Linked DNA regions of Zea mays: region 2 is linked to region 1. The links are chromatin contacts, called in public Hi-C maps. All regions are on one chromosome and are shown on one strand. The core of a region is the stretch at or near the end of the contact, and the rest is flanking DNA. Distances in the headings are between cores, read along the strand shown. Region 1 holds the start of LOC100502430. Region 2 holds the start of LOC100191578.

Region 1 (5,857 bases), core at 2,855-5,354:
CCGCATACTCTGTGACGACGGCGGCTCTCAGCCCCCTTACGGAAGCAAGAGGACGTCAGCAAGGACTCAATAGCTCCGACAGCTGTCCCTCCGCCAGGTTTCAGCGCTCCTCCGACGGCCACGACATCACACCAGCAGGGTGCCAAAATCTCTCCGGCTGCCACAACGACATGTACTTAGGGCGCTAGCTCTCCCCCGCTAGACACGTAGCACTCTGCTACACCCCCCATTGTACACCTGGATCCTCTCCTTACGCCAATAAAAGGAAGGACCAGGGCCCTCTTAGGGAGGGTTGGCCGCGCGGGGACGAGGACGAGACAGGCGCTCGCATGAGGCCGCTCGCTCCCTCTCCCGCGTGGACGCTTGTAACCCCCTACTACAAGTGCACCCGACCTGGGCGCGGGACGAACACGAAGGCCGCGGGATTTCCACCTCTCTCATGCCCATCTCCGGCCACCTCACTTCCCCCCCTTCGCGCTCGGCCTCGCGTCGACCCATCTGGGCTGGGGCACGCGGCGACATTCACTCGTCGGCTTAGGGACCCCCCGGTCTCGGAACGTCGACACACACGAACCATTGAGTTACAGTCAACATCACCGTCCTACCAAAAAACACCGCGAGGGGTAACCCTGGGTGTGCGGTCGGGCTCCAAACACCGACACAGTGTCCGGTGCACCATTTTCCAGCACACTCAAGTCCTTTTACTCCAATTAAATTGTGTCCCTAACTTGATTTCTTTCTTGGTTTATGTTGAACCTTATGCACATGTAATACATGAATTCTAGATAAACTAGTTAGTCCACATGTTTACGTTGGTCATCAACCACCAAAATTAATTATAGGAAATGGTTAACCCTATTTTCCTTTCAATCTCCCCCTTTTTGGTTTATGTTGAGCAGATCTTCTTTTGAGCGAGACGGTCCGTGCGTGTGTAGCGGCGGCCACGATCGTCAATAGCTCCTGATCTTGCCCCCGAGAGGGACCCCATAAGGGAGGAGAAATCCTGGGGTTTGTCTTAGAGTCGACAGGCCACCCAAGACGCCTCCAGAAGACTTATAGTGAAATAGAGGTCAAGATGAGATGAAGAAGGCTAAGTTACTGCTACTCTTAGGGAAAGAATGTAAAGTAATAAAATATAGATTGATTGGTTCGATTGTTATTGCCCACAATCAATCCTACCTCTTCATATATATAGGAAAGGTCTGGATCCGTTAGGCGTCCCTCAATGTAATCCGCGAGTTTAGATGGACGCACGAAAAAGGGGCTAAACCGCCTGTTATGATCCACTCGCATACCATACGTGCCTCGGATTGCCGTTTGGCCTCTCGATGTGGTATATATGGTGCTCAACATAACCAAATAATTTTTTAAGTTAGAATATACAATTATAATTTTAATTATTTGTACATGTAAAAAGAAAAAAGTTACTTAAGATCGGCCAGGGAAAAAACGGATTATTCTAGCATTTCGTACCATGTCCCCGGCATCTGTTTTATTGGATCGGGATGGGAAAAATTCTGGGCTCCAAGCTTGCATAACACAGTCTGCCCATTGGGCCTAGAATAGAATAGTTGGGTTGGGCTAGGTTGTTTTTTTTTTGGTTGGATCGCTGGTGGTTGCAGAGGCCGGAATATTATAATCGCCAACGCCAGTCGCCAACCCAACCGCTGGGCGGGACTCTGTCACCGCCAATCGTATTCGTAGTTGGTCGCTTGCTGGACACTGGCAACTAGCGCCAAGCAGCCGACGAACGAAGCGGCCTGCTGGCTGCTGCCTGGTGGGCTGCTTCACTCAGGACGCCATTGCGGTGACAGTCTGACAGATAGGACCTGTGCGTGCCGATTGCCACCGCATGTTCGCCGTCGGCCCGTCGCGCCGGCCACATGTACGCACGCTGGCATTGGCATTCTCGCGCGGTAAAGTTTGGGCCCTGATCGCCGTCGGCCAGCTAAAACAGGCAAGCGACCAATCAACCGAGCAGAGCAGAACTATAAGCGTGGCTTTCGCACGCGAGACACCAGATGCTGTCCGTCCGCCTGTCCCTCAGCCTTTCAGCTCCTGCTCTGCTCATCTCATGATAGATATAGCAGGGTGATGTGTTGCTGCAAACTGAATAATCGCTAGCTAGCTGCAGTCAGGCACATCATGTAGATAGACGCGATCTCGCGTGGTGGCATGCGATGCGATGCACACACTGCTCCACTTCCTCTCTCTCTCTCTCTCTCGCTCTTTTTGCAATCTTTATAAAAACAGCACGGCACACAGTTAATTAAACAACTGACGTCTTTTGTTGCATGTGATCGATGATTAGCTAGCGTCTGAGGCACTGAGCACAGGCAAGGATATGATGCAGCGCGCATCTGCCGGCTTTTGCGCAATTGCAACAGTATATGTGAGAGAAGGGAACTAGCGCTAGCGGAGGCCTTTGATTAGTGGCGGGACGGAATCGATAAATAAACTAGTCCCTGGGCACATGGATCAGGCAGCGCGCGGGGGGGTGGTGGACTGGTGGTAGTAGTGGACCACGGATCCGATAAAATCGGCTATTAAATCCGGAAAGGCCCCGGGGGGGCAAGCAAGCAAGCAAGCAGACAATGGCAGCGAAGAGGAGCTGACACATGAGCCCAACACACAGCGCGCTTGCATTGCATTTGCATAGCAGCAACGTGCCAAGGTGTCTGTCTACTATCATGTGCTCTCTCTTGTGGCCAGATTCCTCCTCCTCCTTCTCTTCTTCCTCAGTAATCTTTAACAAGTGTTTTAGCTAGCTAGGTTCCATCTCCATCCATCCACTCTCTCTCTCTCTCTCTCTGTCCGTCCGTTCCTTGCGATGGTGCAGGCAGGCAGCTGCCACATGCGTGCGTGGATCGTGGACGCTATAGCCCGGCGACGTGCTGAGCAGCGTGCATGTTACTGCTGCATGCACGCGCCGTACTGTTGCGCGGCATGGCATGACGGCCAGGGCAAGCCTGTCGTGTCGTCCCGCCGGCGTGAGTGCCAGTGGTGACCGTCCCAACCCAACCAGATGTCTGCTCCACACTGGCATGTCATCATATTCTTTCTTTCTTTTTTTCTCTCTCCCTGACGAACAGCCATACTATCGCTGTTAGTATCTGCCACTCTCTCCTCTCTTCACCCGCTGCCATTTTATCAAAAAATTTAATCCACTGTCTTTTGTCACTGCTGAAGCTGACACCGACACTGTCTCGGGTTGACTAGTAACTGACAGACCAACTTGCATTGGGACCTGCTGTTCCGCACGAAATCCGTCAGGAAAACGTTTTCACCGTCTCTGAACTGAAGCACTTGTATCAGGGACAGAAGTACTAGGAGTGGCCGGAACACTGAACCCGGCGGTGTGCCGCGCACGGAAAAATGTTTGGCAGAAACACCGCACCTAGCTAGCTGGCCGCCGAAACTACTGCGGAGCACCTAATTCTCGCTGAACCGGAGCGCGCGGCATGCATCGTCGAGGTCACTGCCTACCTAACAGTAACAGACTAACAGCTGCGGAAACGACATGGGAACAGACATCGATCAGACTAACAGTAACAGATAACAGATGCGTTCGTCTCCGTTCTCTTCTCTCCTGCAACAGCGACATGCGCCGCCGGGTGATGATTTGTTTTTCAGAGCTAGCTTCGGATGCGCCGGGCCGTCGTGGAGGCCACGATACCTGTCCGTCACTCCATCGTCCCTGCAGGCAAACCTGACACGCGATCCAAGCTTGCTACCATGGATGGATACCTGACGTCCGGATCGACCAGAGGGCCTGCTCTGCCAGGCTTTTTATTACTGCACCCACCGTTACTACCTAGTACTACTAGCGTGGAGTAGTACCTCCGCTCTCTGCTGGCAGCCGACAAATGCTCCATCTGCAGTACGTAAAAAAATAAAAAGAAAAGAAAGTGACTCTCCATCCATGAGACCATGACATGGAGGGACCGAGGGAGGGGAGATGGCTTGGTTGGCAGGCTAATCATGCCAACTTGCAAAGCTCAAATCTTTCTTTTTTACGACGGCCTTTCCTAGCGTTTTCCCTCTCCCACCCTTTATAACCACCACCATCACCTCTCCTCCTTCCTCCGAAGCCCCAAGTAGTTCCCAAGGCAGGCAGCACCACCAACATAAAAGAAGAAGAAGGAGAACTGAAGCGACCAATAAGAATTCTCTCCACTCAGGCCACTCGCTCGGCCCATTCCCCGGACCCCGATCGACCCACCCATCCATCCATCATCCATGACGACGGGGGAGGGGGCAGAGGCGGCGGCCGTGCCGCGGGTGGTCTCCATCCTGTCGGCGCTGCTGCAGCGCGTGGCGGAACGCAACGACGCCGCGGCGGCGGCGCCGCCGCCGGCTGCTGCTGCTGGCCCCCCGGTACTGTCGGCGTTCCAGGGGCTCACCAAGCCGGCCATCTCCATCGGCGGCTACCTGGAGCGCATCTTCCGCTTCGCCGGCTGCAGCCCGTCCTGCTACGTCGTCGCCTACATCTACCTCGACCGCTTCCTGCGCCGCCGCCCCGCGCTCGCCGTCGACTCCTTCAACGTCCACCGCCTCCTCATCACCTCCGTCCTCACCGCCGTCAAGTTCGTCGACGACATGTGCGTGCTATATAGCTGCTCTGCCCTCCCTGCTTCCATCATTCACCTTTTAATAAATGGAAAATTTTACAGGCAAAAAAAAAACACAGTAGATTTTCAAGTCGAATTCCGCTCACCTTTTCACTCTAAAATACGGAAATGGAAAATAAAAACATACAGTATCTCAGCACAACTACGGTTCATCAAGTTGAATTCCGCGCAAGTGCTGGCTTCCGAATTCAAAAAACAAATTGTTCTGAAAACATTTTTTTTCACATGTAATACTAGTAACTACTCCGTTTCTTTTTATTTGTCGCTGGATACAGCGACAAATAAAAAGAAACGGAAGGAGTATATTAAAACGTGATTTAGTACTGGAGGTGCGTAATACATGTGGTGATCCCAAGAACTGTTCAGTACAGGCTGACGTTAAAAATCGACACTAGAAGTTCAGCGTCATGGTAGTCGTATAGATGAGATGGGCTTCGAAAATACATGATTCGGTAACTGGAGTTTTCGTTTGCTTTTGGCGTGATCATCGGCAGCACACTCCCATGCATGACTGTCACACATGGGATTTGGAATTGGAATACACACATGGGCCCCAGATCGGTCTCGGTAACCTTTTCCCTGTCACAGTTTCCAACTGGCATTGCATCAAAGACAAGCCACTGGGTTGGTCACAAGGACAGTTGTGGAACCCGAGGCTGATGACGCGCCCACAGCACACTCACACAGTCACACACAGCCTGCCTGCTGGCTGCTGCCGATCCACCACCACTCTTACCAAAGCACATTCACCTTGTCCTACCCAACCCCCTGTCTGTCTTCATCGCCTTCGAAAAACAAGCTACGTACAGCTGGACGAATGCGTGAACCATCCATTTTTTTTGGTTGTTAAAAAAGAATTCATACTCTCCTTCCTATGTCAGGGTGTGTGGTCTGCTGTTTTGTTTTGTACTATAGCTTCATTCACCTGCTGTGGTGTGGGCGCTGCAGATGCTACAACAACGCCTACTTCGCGCGGGTGGGCGGCATCAGCCTGGTGGAGATGAACTACCTCGAGGTGGACTTCTTGTTCGGCATCGCCTTCGACCTCAACGTCACGCCCGCCGCCTTCGCCTCCTACTGCGCCGTGCTCCAGAGCGAGATGGCCTACCTGGACGACGCGCCCGCGCCCGTCGTCGAGGCGCCCCCAAGGCTGCACTACTGCTACGGCGCCGCCGGCACGTCTGACCGCCACGACGACCCCGCCGCGGTCGCAGCAGCCGCCGCAG
Region 2 (5,723 bases), core at 1,163-3,662, 170 kb after region 1:
AGATATGCTGGATGAAGTATTGCTTCAAAGGCATTAAGTGTTCCACGACTAATGATTGCATTATAGGGGGTACTCCATATCAACAATATCAAAGACAACCTATTCGGTCCTTGTGTTATGAACAAAGCCGAAGGTAACCGACATTGTGATTTTGCCGAGTGCTACAATCTGCCTTCCTCCGAAGCCACAAAGAGGGTGAGTAGCATCATGAATCTTGTCTTCTGGCTCTTGCATCTGTCTGAAGGCCTTAGCAAATATGATATCCGCTGCACTGCCTATATCAACCAGAACATTATGGACCAGAAATCCCTTGATGACACAAGATATGACCATAACATCATTATGAGGGTAATCTTTAAGCTGAAGATCCTCCTGGGAGAAGGTGATTGGGATGTGGGACCATTTTGATTTGATGAAGGGTCCCTGCACCCCAACATGCTGCACCCTTCTCTGCGCTTCCTTCTTCTGCTTCTTGTTAGCCGGTTCCGAACTTGAACCACCTGTTATCGGAAGCACCAGCTTCGTAGCCGAAGGTACTTCAGCTTGGTTGTTGAACGAAGCCATCAGCTCAACAGTGGAAGTGAGTTCGCCCCACGGTGGGCGTCAATGTTGGAGACTTGTTCTCAAATGCTATGAATTAAGAACAAGGCAACACAAAGGATATATTAATGGTTAATGCCCTTCGTCCTTTGAAGCATTATTTCCCTAACGATATAACGATCTTTGGACGAAGGTCATGAAGGAAGTACCTTCATCATCACAGTATATATAAATGAAAGATGAAGCATATGAAACATGAGAAATAACATGAATAATCATATGATACCATGTATATATCTTTTTTATATAATCATGAATGAATAAGAACAATATTGAATTACATTTGTACTTTCGGCTTGATAGAAGGCAAAGATACAAACGCGAGGCACGAGCAAGTACAAGTCAGCGTGAACACTACAAGGGTACTGTTCATCTATTTATAGGCACGGGACGTAGCCCGGACAAAATTACATTCGTGCCCTTGATAACTAATTATAACCATGACACAAGTTATCATGGACTAAACGGTCTTTTACTCTTTAAGTCGGTGCTGCCCTTCGTCTCAAGGCGCGTTGTCATGCCGAAGCACCCTAGATTGTAGCTTCGGCACCGCTTCTGTTTTGATCTTCCGAATGTGTTTCTTCTCACAGGACCTTCAGCGACAAAGCAGACCCCCAACAATATGGTTGAAACAACTATCAACTATAGATTCTGTAAGAGCATGATAGTTTGGTAACATGGATGACAACAATCCATGAAATCTGTCTAGAAGGTGATTCTGAATTGAACTAAATATATAGATTTTTAGGAATATGTTGTTTTATTGTACTTGTTCTTGAGATTTTAGATTTTTGGTAGTGAATTTGGTTCAGAAAAGTCAAACAAACACACCCTTAACAGACTATCGATTATATAAGTGATGATACATTCCACGGTCGATAGTTATAAAAAAGCTAAAATATGTATGGTTGAAACAACTATTAACTATAGATTCTGTAAAAACATGATAGTTTGGTAACATGGATGGCAACAATATAGAAAATCTGAGTACAAGTTGTTTCTAAATTGAATTAGAGACATATGTAGATTTTTAGAAATATATTTTATTGTTGTACTCGTTTGGTTGAGATATTGGATCTTTAGTAGAATCTGGTTTAGAAAATTGAACCAAACATAACTTTAAGCGACGTAAAAAACTAAAATTGTGCATAAAAGAAAATTTGAACTGTGTTTGTGCTTTAAATTAAACTCACGTCCATACTTACCTAACCAACTGAACAAACATATCATTATGTTTTATACGTCTCCTATCGTTTTCAGCCATAATTCTGGGTATCGCGAGCGACGCGCGAGGCTGGGAATAGCCGCACGGTGCGTTGTCACGTCCGAATCCTTCTGCCGTCGGGCGGCTTCGTCTCGGCTCCTTTTTCGCTGCACGTTTTGGCCCTTTTCCAGTAGAAGAAGCGTCTAAGGGGACGCGCACATGCGCCCGCGTGGCAGAGGCTGACCCGACCCCAAGGCCGAACGGGGGAAGGGCGGCAGCCCCAGCCTCCGGGTAGCGCAGCGGGGCCAGGAGCTCAGCTCCCCGCCTCGTCTGGGTCGGTTCGGCCCCGCTCCGACGCGTGGTGGGCGCGAGCGCGACCAGTCTGCGACCCCCGGCTTCAGGTCCGTTCCGCACCCCGCTTCGTCCAACCAATCGCCGCCGCGTCTCGTCGCATCGCCTCCTTTTCCCCCGCCCGCGCCCGGACGGCGGCCTCGCCTCGCCAGAAGAACCCAGGCTGCAGCCGAAACCCCCGGTCTCCGTCATCCGACCCCGCCTCGACGGCCCAGATCCACTTGCCGCCGCTGCCCTCGTGCTCCTCACTCCCTCGCCTCCTCCGGGGCCGCGGCTCCGCGGCGAAGACAGCTGCGAGCGGGGCGGCCATTTCTAGGCGGAAGCGCGGGCGGCTGGGCTAGCAGATTGATTGGTTTGAGTGGTTGGGTCGGCTCTAGGAAACGCCCCGCCGCGGCGATGGGGTGCTTCCATTCCACGGCGAAGCGGCAACACCCTGGCTACGAGGACCCCGTGCACCTCGCCTCCCAGACCGCCTGTGAGTTCGCCAATCCCATTCCTTGCCATACGCATACGAGCTACTCGCGTGAGTTCCTTTTTTTTCTTATTTAGTTTCAATGATTGCCGTTGTTGGAATGGGATTGGAGATGCCAAATGTTTCGTCTAGATATGGTGTAGTGTACTAGGATAGATATCTGTGTAGGAGCACTGGATGCATGCTGCATGATTCTTGCGTTTTCTGTAATTTCTAAATTTCCCTCACTAGATCTAGCTAAGTACGTGCTTTTGTTTTGCTTCTGTAGTCAGCGTTAGTGAGGTTGAGGCTCTATTCGAGCTGTTCAAGAGCATAAGTGGTTCGGTGATTGATGATGGCCTGATCAACAAGGTATATTCTATTGGTCGCCTCTGTATTCCTTATCATATTGCCAGCTTTGGGTATGAACGTCAAATATGCTCAGTAGCCATGTCATCGTTAGCTCTCCTTGCTGATCGTAAGACTGGAAAGTGAAACTGGTTCCTACAAGTTGTATTTTTAATCTCTTCAGCTTCTGAAATTATGCTGCAATTCCATTTTTATGTACTTTTTGTAGTTTTAGCTTGTAGGCACCAAGATTTACGTTCAAATGTTTGTTTTTGTTCTGCTCATGGTTGTTCCTTGCCAAGTGTTCCTTCTTTACAATACAACCCAATGATATATCAAGTGCTCTACTTTATATATCAAATTATCTCACACTTCTACATTTTTTCAATCAAAGATGCAATAATCGAAACATACTCATAAGTTATCTGTCTAGATTGGAGTAAGGTGCCTTCTCAGTTTACAGGTGCACAACAAGAAAATACCTCTTTGAAATACTCATAAGTAATATATCAATATTGGAGTGAGGTGCCGTCTAAGGTTATGGGCGTACGACGACGAAATACCTGTTAAAAAATAAGCTATTGTATCATGTGCCATTCATATTTTGGATAAGCTAAATTTGAACTGCATAACTAGAGGAAGTGTATTTTGGTTCTATATTTATTTCAAACACCATGTTATGTAAAGTTTTTTAACTGTCATGCTAAGTCATGCAGAATATCACTTTATGCCATTGAGAACTAAATTTTTTTGGACATAACAACCTAAGAGTGATTAATCTTCGCTGTCATTTTATATTGCGTAGGAAGAATTCCAGCTAGCACTATTTAAGAATCAGAGGAAAGAAAATCTTTTCGCCAATCGGGTATGCATCTGCTTGGCAACTATACTCATTTGAATTTCATCACTATTGTATTTTGCTTTATGCACTATTGCCATCAGTTAAATTGACATGAAACTGGCCTTGCAGATATTTGACCTTTTCGATGTCAAGAAAAGGGGTGTCATTGATTTTGGTGACTTTGTCCGAGCTCTAAATGTGTTTCATCCAAATATCCCAATGGAAGAAAAAGTCGATTGTAGGTTTTTATCCTTTTCATTTCATTTCATTATGATTTTTATCTCATCTTTCTAAAAAGTTTGAACTACCTGACAGTCTCGTTCAAGCTATACGATATGGATGGCACAGGGTTTATTGAACGAAAGGAGGTGATTTTCTGGACCCTTCTGCTTATATTTTCCGAACATATAGTTTCTACACGAAAATTAGTGAAATAGCTGTAAAGAAGTTCATTGTTGATGTTTGGTTGATTGGCCAGTGGCATCATTGTTATTAAAACGTCGTTTAAACGACGTTTAAGCGTCGTTTAAGCGGTAGAACGTGATTAGGATCTAAAACGTCCGCACGTTCTAAAAAACTGGTGTTGAACATCCGTTTTGGACGTTTAAGCGTCGTGTAAGCGTTCTACGGACGTTCTATGACGTTTTAAGCGTTCTACGGACGTTCTATGTGCTAATGGGTCTTTCTGGACCTTTAGTCGCTCCCGCCAGCTACCGTCGTCCTCAGCCCAGCCGCTGCGCCGCAGAACGCGCGGAGCTCTCCCGGTCGCGCCTGCTACCGCCGTCGGCCGTCCTCAGCCGCCCTCTAGGTACACCACCGGCCCCCGTCCTCCCTCCTCCCTCTTCCTTCCGCCCACAGGGCAGTGCGCCGCCGCTCCATTGCTTCACAGGCTAGTGCGCCGCCGCAGCTCCAGTGCTCCACAGGCCAGTGCGCCAGCCGCCTCTGCGCCACTGCTCCAGTGCTCCACAGGCCAGTGCGCCAGCCACCTCTGCTCCAGTGCTCCACACGCTACCTCTGCGCCAGCCACCAGTGTGGCTGCCCAGTGCTCCAGCCGCCAGTACCCATTGCTTCACAGACCAGCAGCTGAGGGACTAACCTGTAACCTCTGCGGCAGCCCCAAGATTTGTTGATTTTGCTCACATTGAATCAATCTCTATTTGCTGGCAGTGAATTTCAATTTCAACTTATGTATAAACTTATTCTATATTTAAAATTTTATGTCAAGTCTGAAAAGACGTTTCAACGTTCGTTTAAACGTTTAAACGTTGAAAAGTTGGTTCATAACGTTTTAACGTTTTACCGCTTTAATAACCATGAGTGGCATAGACGATTATTTACTGATGAACTAAGGGAAAACGATTAACGATCATTTACTGCTGATCTTAGGAAAGCTTTTTGTCCTTTCTTGGCTAGCTAAAACTTGTGTAATCCTACTGGTGCAGGTTAAGCAGATGTTAATTGCTCTCCTAGGAGAATCAGAAATGAGGCTATCTGATGAGATCATTGAGACAATCCTGGATAAGGTTCTTTTAAACATTTCATCAGAAATCAAATGGTTACTTTAGTCATAAATTGTTCCTGTGACCTAATACTGGAATTAAGACTTACAGCAAGTTATGTGAATGATGACAGACATTTTCAGATGCTGATGCAAATCAGGATGGAAAAATAGATAGAACAGAGTGGGAGAATTTTGTCACAAGAAATCCTTCCTTGATGAAGATAATGACTCTGCCATACCTCAAGTAAGAATGTACAAAATAGAAATATAGAATCATTTTATAGAGATTACACTTACAGGCTTCAGCAAATATGGTAGAAGATAGAAATTCAGAAGTATATATATCTTTATCTCATACCTAAATAAGTGAATGATATCATTTTAAATCCTAACTGATGCTTCTGCCAGCAAAAATGAAATATCTAAA

What was found. Hi-C and Micro-C count contacts between places; a contact is called where the count stands out from the background.
Region 2: a contact with region 1 is called in a Hi-C map of ear, with 2.4 times the contacts expected there. The contact joins the promoter of LOC100191578 here to the promoter of LOC100502430 in region 1. A contact is called at or near these places in 2 of 25 Hi-C or Micro-C datasets (ear and tassel).

What each region holds. Positions count from the first base shown.
Region 1 is chr1:96,164,486-96,170,342 of Zm-B73-REFERENCE-NAM-5.0, forward strand. LOC100502430 reads left to right here and starts at 4,105. Exons shown (of 2, transcript NM_001357792.1): 1 at 4,105-4,601; 2 at 5,580-5,857. The coding sequence starts at 4,240.
Region 2 is chr1:96,332,202-96,337,924 of Zm-B73-REFERENCE-NAM-5.0, forward strand. LOC100191578 reads left to right here and starts at 2,413. Exons shown (of 8, transcript NM_001137008.1): 1 at 2,413-2,630; 2 at 2,896-2,978; 3 at 3,760-3,819; 4 at 3,925-4,033; 5 at 4,111-4,163; 6 at 5,238-5,318; 7 at 5,428-5,540. The coding sequence starts at 2,552.